Linked DNA regions of Drosophila melanogaster: regions 2 and 3 are each linked to region 1. The links are chromatin contacts, called in public Hi-C and targeted proximity ligation maps. All regions are on one chromosome and are shown on one strand. The core of a region is the stretch at or near the end of the contact, and the rest is flanking DNA. Distances in the headings are between cores, read along the strand shown.

The links. A called contact is a pair of places that touch in the nucleus more often than the background predicts.
Region 2: a contact with region 1 is called in a Hi-C map of the Kc167 cell line, with 1.7 times the contacts expected there.
Region 3: a targeted proximity ligation map of the Kc167 cell line shows a contact between it and region 1, with 4 times the contacts expected there.

What each region holds. Positions count from the first base shown.
Region 1 is chr3R:21,854,414-21,858,231 of dm6, reverse strand. glec (gliolectin) reads left to right here and starts at 1,966. Exons shown (of 2, transcript NM_079719.3): 1 at 1,966-2,832. The coding sequence starts at 2,313.
Region 2 is chr3R:23,331,956-23,335,773 of dm6, reverse strand. It overlaps lncRNA:CR46090 (long non-coding RNA:CR46090), which reads left to right and starts at 1,971. Exons shown (of 1, transcript NR_133438.1): 1 at 1,971-2,270. All of the region lies in intron 3 of pnt (pointed), which reads left to right.
Region 3 is chr3R:23,224,681-23,228,498 of dm6, reverse strand. cnc (cap-n-collar) reads left to right here and starts at 1,788. Exons shown (of 10, transcript NM_001260333.2): 1 at 1,788-2,054. CG4467 reads left to right here. Exons shown (of 13, transcript NM_001043282.2): 13 at 1-772.

The sequences.
Region 1 (3,818 bases), core at 717-3,216:
GACGACATGCATTCGACAGTGAAAAATCAGCGCAGCTACGAGATATTAAAAAAAAAACAAAGCTGAATCGCAGTTGTTGAAATGGTAGAATGGAAATCTCTTTTGAAACTTTCACACATTTCCAACTGCATTGTTACCCTCTCGAGTGCCACGTCATTATGTGGATTTTTTGGCGCGAGGGTTGGTTTTTGCACAGACCTACTCTGACACGACCTGTGCCACCGATCCACCCGATCCGATCCGATCCTATCCCATCCCATCCCATCCGATCCTCAACCCCTCATTCACCTCGCGAGCAGGTAGTTGCCAATCCGAATTGGACATCGCGCCAAAAAATATATGAGGAAGGGATATCAATCTTCTATACAGTAATCTCCGGAAACGCGAAACTTTTACTAAGAGTTGCTGAGATTTATTTAGTTCGATACATGAAAGTAATAAGTGAATAATCTGCAGTAATATATCTAGGAATATATTCAATTGGTATCCCTTCTAGAAACAATACATTTGTTTGTAAAGCAGATACTACATATGAAGATGATAAGAAAGAAAAACATTTATTCATTCTGGCGAAAATTCTTATAAAAGCTTATAAAGCCAATACAGACACCATCTGTATCCCTTTGCGAGGGCCCACTGTACGCCTGAAAACAATAATAAATCGCAATCCTTTGGGCGCGTCCTTTGTCCGGGGCACTCTTTAAAATGACTAATCGGTCAAAGAGCCAGACGAAATGGGCCTGAAGACTCCTCCGATTCGAGGTAACACCAGCTGCGCCTCCTAACCAACCACCAGTGGAGTGGGGGCCAGTTTATCGGTTCGGCTGACTCAGCATTATTGAAATTGAAATGACTTGTGGTCCACATTATTTACTACTACCAATACCACTACTACAACCTACTACCTCTATTTCTATGCGGTTTTCACTTTCGTTTGTTCGAGATACGCTTGAATTGCCGCCGCAGGCGCGAAAGTTGTTTATGATTTTTTGTTGACTATTTTGAATTTTTCGTATTCCTGTCGCTGGCAATTTGTTCTAGCCACGTCTGGCCGCCAATTAGGCCGTTTAATGCCGCATGAAGCCCGACTCGACCTTGAGTTAGGGCCCAAAACGCGCTAACATATCAGTTAGTTAGCGTTTAGCTCAGTATTTGTGCGAGGTAAATAGCAACGAGCCAGCAGTCCCTAGCATAACTAATTGTATTTACACGGCCTATAATTGGCACACAAAAAACGGATTCACTTTCCGTAATTGTTACATGTAAATATCGTAAGTATAAGATGAGCAACTGCATTATTCTGAGCTAGGAATCTCTATTTGCATGGGATACATTTAATAGTGAGGTGTGGCATTGTGTTTGAGGTACTGCATGTTGGCATCTCAAATTGGGTGTTATGATGTCATCGATTTAATTTATAAACTACTTGGAATTCATCATATGTTTGCTTGCAATGCAATTCAGTTTGATGGCCAACCTTGAGTAAAAAAAAAAATACGAACTTGGAGATATGATATTTTTCTTAATTTTAAATTTCTAAAATTTCACTTCAATTCATTTGAACATCAAGGAAGTAAATGTAATTTATGACGTCATCTCAGTAGCCAGAGATGTTCCCTACTCGCGCCACCTCTCAAAACTGCTGCAGTTAAAAGTGCAATAGCGGTGCTAGGAAACAATTTTTATGGAAATAAACATATATTATAAGCATATTGAATATTATAGCTTCGATGTATAATTTTTGAAATATTTTCTAGATCACTTTCAAGTATGTTTTTCTGTGCATTTCACCCTAATGTTAATGATACCCAAATGTAAGAGAGCGTAAAAATGCTGAAGAGAGTCACGAAAGAGCGCAGAGTGACCGTTTCGGCGGGCCAAAAGCGAAAGTAAAGCGTTATCGATGCGGGAGCAACTGGTCACACTGCGCCATATAAGCTATATAACTTGCTGAATCCCTGGTCTCTGCGCGATTCAGTCTTTGACTCTCCACCAATTCGGTCGCTTGCGTTTGCTCCAGCTGCGTTCTTTTCGCTCTCTTTGGCTCGCGTGAAAGTCGTAAAGTTCAGCTAGCTCTCTACGATACAGAAAAAGAAACGCATACAACAAATTCGCCAGCGATAGAAAACCGATTTAAACTGCAATTGCAATGCCTAAAATGCGTACGTGAGTTTCGCGCAGTGATCGCTGTGAAAGTTCAAGTGAAAGCGGAAAGAAGAAACAAAGCGAGAATACTTCAAAAGCAATAAACCAAAAAGTGCAAAAATACCTAAAGTTTAAACAAAGAAAACAAGTTATACAAAACCATAGCCATGTTGTGTCCGCCAATGGCCCTGGGCCCATTTCTCGCCGCCCCCGTGCCACGCCCACCGCCCAGCGCATCGGAGAAGAAGAGAATCTGTCGGAACCTATTCAATAACGCTCCCGGGGACTCGAATATCGATCAGCTGTTGGCCCAGGAGCAGCACACGCAGAGATTATACGTTAAGGAACGCTACGGATATGACATCCAGCTGGAATCTAATCGGGATGCGGATGCGAATACGGATGCGGATGCTGATACGGATGCCCATTGTCAGGTCCTGCGCGGAATGCGGTATCCGACCTCAAGGACGATATCCAGCACCGATGCCGATGAGTGCAATCCAAAGGCAGTCAGCCAAGCGCCGAGGGGCATGGCCCTGACTCCCGCCCAGATCTCCGCCAGCGCAAAGCTGATCCTTCAGAAATGCCCGGAAAGCGATCGCAAAAAAAGCAACGGCAGTGCGGATTTGGCCAACTGCACGCGACATGGCCAAAAGCCATATGCGAGGCAGCCACAAGGCCTCAAAGGTAGGTTTTTTTTTTCCATGATTTGCATGTTTTTGTTTCACCTGAAACGCTGGGTGCTTGCTCAAAATATACGAATAATGATTACTCTTTGGTTCCAAGTTATTAAGTTTAATATACTTTCAAGTTATTGTTAAATTTTCCCAAAGAATCAGAGCAGAATCAGAATATAGTGAAATCTCTAAAATTAAAAAAGTCTCCTTCGAATTATCTCATACATTTCCTCGGTTTTTGTACGTATGTTCTATTTACTAAGATCCCATGTACTTCTTATATAGATGATCCAATAAGCAGACACCTGATTTTAGTTGCATTTTCCGTTGTTCCTTCCTCTTGCAGTCTCTGCTTTGTGCTCGTCCTTTGCCACAGTCGTCACCCTTATAAAATTCCTCCCCTTAGTTGAAAAAAAAAACCACCCTTATTTTCTGATTTTCCTAATTTCGTTTTTCCCCTTCTGCGTCGATTCTTATTGTCACTTCTTTCCTACCAGTTTTTATTCTCTTTATTTTGGCTAGTTTTTCCGATTCTTTGTTCGTTCATTCACGTGCGTAGGGATTTATCTCTTTGGTTACTCGAAAGTGAATTGGGATACATTTACATATCTGATGAATAACAGAAAACTCAAAAAAGTATTATTGTTTGGCCCCATTGCTTAATCGAATTCGAATAAATTTCTCTAATTTCAAATAATTTGAAATAATAAATGTATTCAAAATCATTGTATTATGAAATTTTAAAGATTCAGTACAAGTTTCTACGACTATTGCCTTAAGTTTTAGCAACAAGACAAGGGACTATTAATGCAGTCCATTGTTATCTAATAATAGATTTAAGATGAACGCTATTAAAAAAAACTTACCAGTTTGTTTATATTAAGCATCACTTATGGACGTTCGACTGTACCTTTAATTTTTGGCTTATTATTATTGCTTTACTTTACGCTGATATTCCGCCGATAGCGTGGCATTCAGTGAGAGAGGGAGAGCTGG
Region 2 (3,818 bases), core at 722-3,221, 1.5 Mb before region 1:
AAAATAAATTTAAATAAAAAATAAATTTATATAAAGTATTAAATTAGCGTACTGAATTGAATAAGCAGTTTGACTGGCAGCGTGGGAAAAGTTTCGAAAAAGCATTGCTCATACGCAGTGTGGTACTACTTGGCTAAACAGACGTAATATTTTGGGTAATTAATTTGGCAGTTAAATTTAAGTTTCTGGGAAGGTCCACCCCATTGGGCCTATATATAGTGGCACATACAGCCCTACATCTCGGTACATGTATTTAGACATATTTACAATTCATACACACATACAAATGTACATATGTATGTGGGACCCAGGCGAATCCCTTAGCGAAAACAACTGGCAGCCTGAACTTTTCGCTCGTCGCTAGAAGATCGCGGCCATAAAATGGCAACAGAAACAAAAAATAAATATAAAATCACAAAAACTAAAACAGAAACAGAAAGGCGAAAAAAACGGGGGGGAAAAAACATGCAAAAACGGCGACAACTGCGCAGATGCTGAATGGAAAATGGGGATGGCACATAAAAAAGGGGAACATCGCGGGCCAGAAGAAGCAGAAAAGATCGGGAGCCAGGCACGTAAATTTAGTTTACATTATGCGCACGAAAGATACACTTGGCATAAGGGTCGCCCTGAAATCTAAATGTACTTAAAATGCATAAAACCTTGGGAAATCGTTTATTAAAAATATAATAACGTAATCATATTGTACGTTTAAAACCATTTCGGACTCCTGCAATTGGAATGACTAAAACAGTGCAAAAACAATTTTTTCTTAGCAGAAATAAAAAAAATCCTTTTTTTGCAAGTGTATGCAAAAGGCTGCCCTTATTTTAATTATACGCGCACACAGATACAAAAGTACACTCACGCACGCACACTCACACGCCGTAATCATCTCTCATTAATCATAAACTTTGAAAATAACAAGAAACAAAACGAAACGAAATGAACCAAACGAAACAATAAATAAAGCAAATTATATTTTCGCTTATTAAATATGTGCGCTATGATTTGTATAAAAAGTAGAAAAAATATACAAATTCTCTTCACAAGGAGAGTGGGAGAGTGAGAGATCGGGAGAGCCTAACGTTGACGCTGGCAGCGACGTTGACTGCGCGAGCCCCACAACTTTCATTCATTTTGCTGCTCATTTCATTCATCCCCGCGCTGTCGACGTCGCTGCCGGCGCCGCTGCTCCCCAGCGCTCTCCCGCTCTCAAATTGGGGCTCCCGCTCTCCAAGAAACACGTTCGTTTTCATTCATACTCGCCAGGCAGCAAAAAACAACAAAACTAGTTGGTTCTCGAATAATAAAACGAAGAAAAAAAAACAAAACGCAAAGACAACCAAAAAAGAATTAAAATGCAGTTGATGAATGGGGGAATGGAAATGGAATTGGGAATGGGAGTGGGGATAAGAGCCAGCGACGAGTGGATCTTGTTGCCGCTGTCTCCCCTTCTTCCACGGCCATTTGTTGTTGTTGTGGTTGCTTCCTCTGTCATTGGGGCTTGATGTTTGTTTCCTTCCTTTTTTGCGTGTGCCTGCATTGCCCCGTCGCCCCCTCCCCTCCTCCACTCCACCAGTGCTCCTCTTCCTTCTTCCTCTTCTTCTAGGCTTGTTCCTGCAAACCGGCTCTTACTCTTCTTCTTGTTCTCCGGCTTTGTCTTTGGGGCTCCTCTTTTATCGCTGCTCCAGCTTCTCATCTTCTTCTTCTTCTGTCGCTGCCCGTGGGCGCGTCGACTTTGGCTCGAAATCCAACTGCAGTCGTCGTTGCCTTTTTATACCCTGCAGTGTAGTGTAGGGTATTATGGTTTAGTTGGGATTTTGCAACCAAGTCGCTGAAATTCTAAAAAATCTTGAAAACTAACCTTAACTATACTTTTAAGAATGTTTAAACCAAATTCGTATTGAACAAAAGCCTTTGTTTTTCGAAAAATCTAATTGCCAATCTACTATTTTGTTAAATGTTTTAATACCAGCAAGGGTATCTTAACTTCAACTACAAAATGTTCTTCGCCATCCCAGTTTTGTTTTCATTGTTTTTGTGTATTTGCTTTGATTTTTAGCTGTTTGCTCTTGGACCAACTACTTATTTATTCATAATTTGAACTCCCCCCCTTCCCACCATTCCAGGCACCACCCCCTTCCAGACCCCACTCCAACACTCCACTCCACTCCCCTCCTCTTCGCCAACACTCCACGCACAATTTGTGGGCAGCTGCTGCATGTGGAAAAATGGAAAACTGGAAAACGAGTTGCCAACACACACTTGCTCGTGTTTCTGATTTTAAGTTTTTGTTTTAATTTCAGTTTTTTGTTACCTTTCAAATTTCTTGTTCACAGATCTTTTTTCCCGTCTTCTGTGGTTGTCGTTGGTGTTTTTTTTTTGGGGTTTTGGTTTTTTGTTTTTTTAGTTCGTGGAACTGCTGCGTTAACAACTTATGTTGTTGGTGTTGCGGTTGTGCTGCTTCTACAATTTTTCATTCATTCATATTCAGAGGTACATACATACATATATGTACATGTGTGTGTGTGAGTGTGTGTGGATTTGTGCGTTTGTAGTGGGCTATATCGCCTGCTTTATATTTCATATGCACGCCACTTTGTACTCACTTACTATTTGTGATTTTCGTTTTGTTTGCTTATTTTACTTGCCTTTTTATTAATACTTTTTTTTTTTATTTTCCTCTGTCTTGCCTTTTGTCGGGTTTTCGCCTGATTCTGCTTTATTCATTCATAAATTTTGATAGCCCGACGTTGATTTTTGTTGTTGTTTCGCCTGGAATTAATCGCGCGAGAACTTTTTTGATTCATTTGAATTGAGGCCTTTATGACGGTATAATTCGGTGCATTATGGCATTCGTTTTAGCACCAATGATATTTCCATATTTTTTTTTCAATTTTATGCAGCTAATGCTTGGGTAATTAGTATTCGAACTTATTGCTGATTTATGAATGCAAAATTATGAATAAAGTTAGGCTGAGTGTTAAAATTATGCCATTTATTAGTATGGTAATACGAAAAAATTACAATTTTACAATTCAAGTTGTAAATTAAGTCTAGTACATGTACATGTGCCTAATTTCTCTCTGTGTATATATTCAAATATGTAAATAGCTTACAAAAGACATAGAGACTTTATCTAATCACGTTCCCTCAACGTTTCTATTTCCATACCCATTCATTCACGGCGAAAACAATGTTATCAAAACAAAAGCGCGTTCCTCTCTTTCTATTTACACACATATGTATGTACATAAATGTACCCATTTTTTTCTGGCTGTGTAGAACGGATGTGTCTAAATTGAGTGCATCCCATGGACAAATTAGCAGCATTTATTGTAATAGTTGTAGTTGTTGCTTCTTGGGATTTTCCGAGCCGCTATAAAGCCCAGTCCATGGCTAATCAGCACGCTCCGAAATGTTGTAATGCCGCAGAGAAAGGGCGAGCATAAAAAAAGAAGCAGCAGCAGAAGAGTTAATATAGCCATAAACAACTGACCCAGCACAATAATCAGGGTGACAAAACTTATCAGGCAACCCTCTCACGCGTGCGACCTTCAGCAATTTGAACTTTACCAAACGCAAAACTCACTTTCCAATGCTCCAAACAACTTGGAGCTCAAGAAATAACCAATGAGTTGGACGAAGAACAAATATTTGTGGCTGGCTGATAAGAAGTGCTCGTTATCGGTGAAGGTGGGTGTTTTTGGGCGGCAAAGGGCAAAAAGGGGAGGGTGGTGTAGCAGACACTCTAATATTATAATGCACTTAGCCTACACCTTGAAGTATCGGAAACTAAAAAGACACAAGAAGCA
Region 3 (3,818 bases), core at 539-3,038, 1.4 Mb before region 1:
AATAAAACCAAAAATAACTTTATTAGCTACAAAGTTAGATCACAGAGAAAACACAAAAACAAGTTTTGGAGCGATTTTACGGATTTTTGAAAAATGTATAAGCCAAACAAGCAACTAAAAATGACAACCGAAAACAAGCCGAAATATAAATAATACAAAAAGAACACATTATAACAGAGAAACTCAAAGCCCAGAAGAGAAAAAAACCTTAAATTCGGAAAGATTAAGAAAGTTATTCAGATTAACGGAATCAAAAGTTTATGGTTTTTGTTTAAAACATGTCCTTATTTAATTCTTAGCCCATTCATCGTCTAAGTGCATTGTACAATGCATATCCGTCCACAGCTTTGATTGACTTATCTTATTTGGGTTCCATTAAGTTTTCTAAAAAACAAACACACAATCTATCCTCAACCCGTTCCGAACTCCTACTCCCGCTTTGTCCTGGAGTTGAAGAATGGCCTTTTCGAAATTCAAGGATCAAATATCAATTCTAGTTAATTTTATTAGAAGAAATTTTTTGGCAATCGGCATCAGTTTAAAGAAAAAATTAGTAATTATGCATTGTCTATTAGGTTTTATATTAAATTTCGCGTATGGAAAATACCAAGTGTATCTAGAATGCAATGAAAAGCAGGCAGAGCAACTCTAAAGACGTAAACCTAATTGTACGCTAATGATATATACACATCTATATATAAATATATATATATATTTACATAATGTAGTTTAAGTCAAATGGGAATATTAATAAAAACGATAACTAATCTGTAAATATTATGGTAATATAATTTAAGTTGTTCGTGGTTCTATGTGTGTGGTCCGGCGATCAATAAAGGTTGTAACGTGTGCTCGGTGTGGGGTACAGAAATCACCTAGATAGAACAACCATCAGACCCAGACCTCCTAACAATTACCCCCAGACCAATTAATCTCCTGAAAATTACCTCAGATAACATAACCTCCGCCCCATGCAAAGCATACTGCCGGGTAAAAGTTGACCCCCCCCCCCCCCCACCATATGAGTGTTCGCACTGACAAACTAATGCCCATTTAAAATATATCCGGCAGGCAAATTACACCCAGGTAAATTAACTTCCAGATAATTTAACCGGCGGTCAAATTAATCTCCAGATAAACTAAGCTCCAGATAAATGAAACTCCGGATAAACTAACTAACCGCCGGAGAAATGAACCCCCAGCTAAATTAACCGGCAGGAATTTTACCCTTGGGTAAAAAATAACCTCCAGAAAAAAATCCGACCAATCGAACTTTACCTGGCACTTTAACTTTACCCCCTGGCAGATTAGTCCCAACATAAACTGGCCACCAGATTTGGTTACACCAATCATAGTGATAAGCGCTGATCAAAAGACGCAATTTACAGTGCCAACAACCGCGTAAATACTGTGATTCTCCTCGCTCTCAACGAATTGGCGCCGTCAAGCGGAAGAAGTCGTTTGAATACCACCACAGCTGTGCACAGGTGTGTGTTAGCGGATCAATTAAGAAGCTGGCGCTCAAATTAATAACAACACAGCAGGTTAACAGAGGCGCCGACTGCGACAGCGCACTTGCCCTGCGCTATCTGCTCGCTATTATTTTATCAGCCAGTTGGGGCCTCTAGAGCGTCCCATCCCATGCCGTTTGCCTGTCCCCTCTCTCTCTCTCTTCTCTCCCTCTCTATCTCTGCTTGGTTTTGTCGCTTCCTCGTCTCTCTCTCTGTTTTATTGCCGACGCAAACAGCTGAATCGGCGAGCGGCGACCATTGGCTTTTCAGAGTTTTGTCAGTGTTTTTTGAACAGCCGTTCAGTGAATTACAATCGACCAGCCATTCGCTCGCTTGCTCACTTATCGTACCCCCCCCCCCCTGGCCACCGCTCTGTTTGCCACCCAACCAGCTGATATTGTGGATACTCTTAAGTGTACTACATGTCGTATACGTAATATTCGACAAAGCTCTCTTTTTATCGAGCAAGTGTTTTGAGCGTGGCGCGCTTTTCCATATAAAATCAAAACAAAAAACGTAGTTCTAAAGTTGCAGGTACCAAGCGTAGGTAAAGAAATACAACAATAGTTAAATAAATTATAATTACGGGTGCGAAATAATAACATTTAATACCGGGCAGTTGAAGGGCCACAACAATTGCGTCGTTAAGCCCGTCAAGTTAATTTAACCGCCACCATACCCCCCGTGGAAATGAGTTGTTAGTGCCGCAGTGTGAGTGCCCGTGTTTGTCTAAGTCTGCGTGTGTGTGTGTGTGTGTGTATCTGTGTTTTGGCATTCTAGGCATTCATTCGACCCAATCAACAAGTTCAATTTAATACAAAACTTTTGGCTTTCCCTCTCATTCGCCCACATTTGCAAAATAATAGTTTACATATATAGAATAATTCTGTGGAAATTTTGCGCACAAAATGTTTCGCATAAATTTACCGGCATGTGGTCATCGGTGCTCGTTCTCTTAAGCTCTCTTCACGAAAAACTCTTGAACAACTAAAACCTATGGACTCAGTGACATATACGTGAATATTTACATTATTTGCCTGGATGTGTGTGTTTTTGCTAATGATAATGATAACGCAAGTTCCACTTGTTCCCCCAAACAATTAAATAATATTGAAAACAATCAAATGAACGCGCTACGCTTCAAAGATTTCAAGCTATATACAAGTGTGTACGGAAAATATATACCTATCTGGATAACAAACCCACAATTGAGACGCCCCATCGACTATTATGTTCGGCAGCTTCTAAAGACTTTGTCACGACATTTTCGTTTTAGTTTATTATTAAAAATATATATCCCCCCACGCGAATTAAAAAGTCAAACTGCATGACGATCCCTAGACACGGACTGGCTGTCTCTCTCTCTACCGCCCCTAGCCCACCCCCTCTCTCTTTCTCTCACTCACCTATTGAGGCGAGATTGTCAGGTAATTGCTAAAATCAATATGTACCGTGTGTTCGGGGCAAAGAATACTTGAGATCAGCCGCGCAAGGCTTGTTTTGAACTTTGCCTGCTTGGTGTTAGCTTGTTTCTCACATTTTTTCTCGCATTTTTCTACGAGTTTTAATTAAGCCCAGAGTTGATTCGAATTATAAACTACGTCAAGGCATCAAGCGACTGCCTCAGACAACTGCGAAAACAACAAACAGAGGGTATTTATTAAAATCAACACGGGCAAATCAACTTACACACGTGAAATCGGCAATACTCTTGCTTTGTGTGACAAAAGTACTCGAAGACAAAGAAAACTTTTCTCTTCAGAGATTGTAAAATCTTACTAGAAAAAATCATAATAAGCGTAACTTATTCTCTATTATATCTATTTTAAACTTGCTTAAACATATGCCACAAATGAAATTTTGGTGAAATTTTAATTACAATAAACAATACTGCCTTGATAGAACAAATCGATTAGAATTTCTTGATTAATTTTCATGTTTTCTATTCCAAAATAAAGTAGCTTTTCTTCTTTTGACAAAATGTTTCGAAAAGCGCTTCTTTTCCATTCCAAGAGTATAGCCACAGATAAAAAAACCTAAAGAAACTGGTTTTGTTTTTATTTATCTCGACTCGAACAGATTTGCAATGTTGACTTGGATTCGGGGAAAAAACCGTTCGATATTAACTAAGTTTGTATTGTGATTTCACTGTTTATAAATATGAATACCTGGACCAGAATGATTTGCATAATGAAATATGCTTAAGGTACTGCCCATATTATTTATCTTTGCGCAGGTGCACAGTACGAAATCTGATTACATGGATTGAAAATTTAGCAAAATCTTTAATGCGATGAATTCTCATAA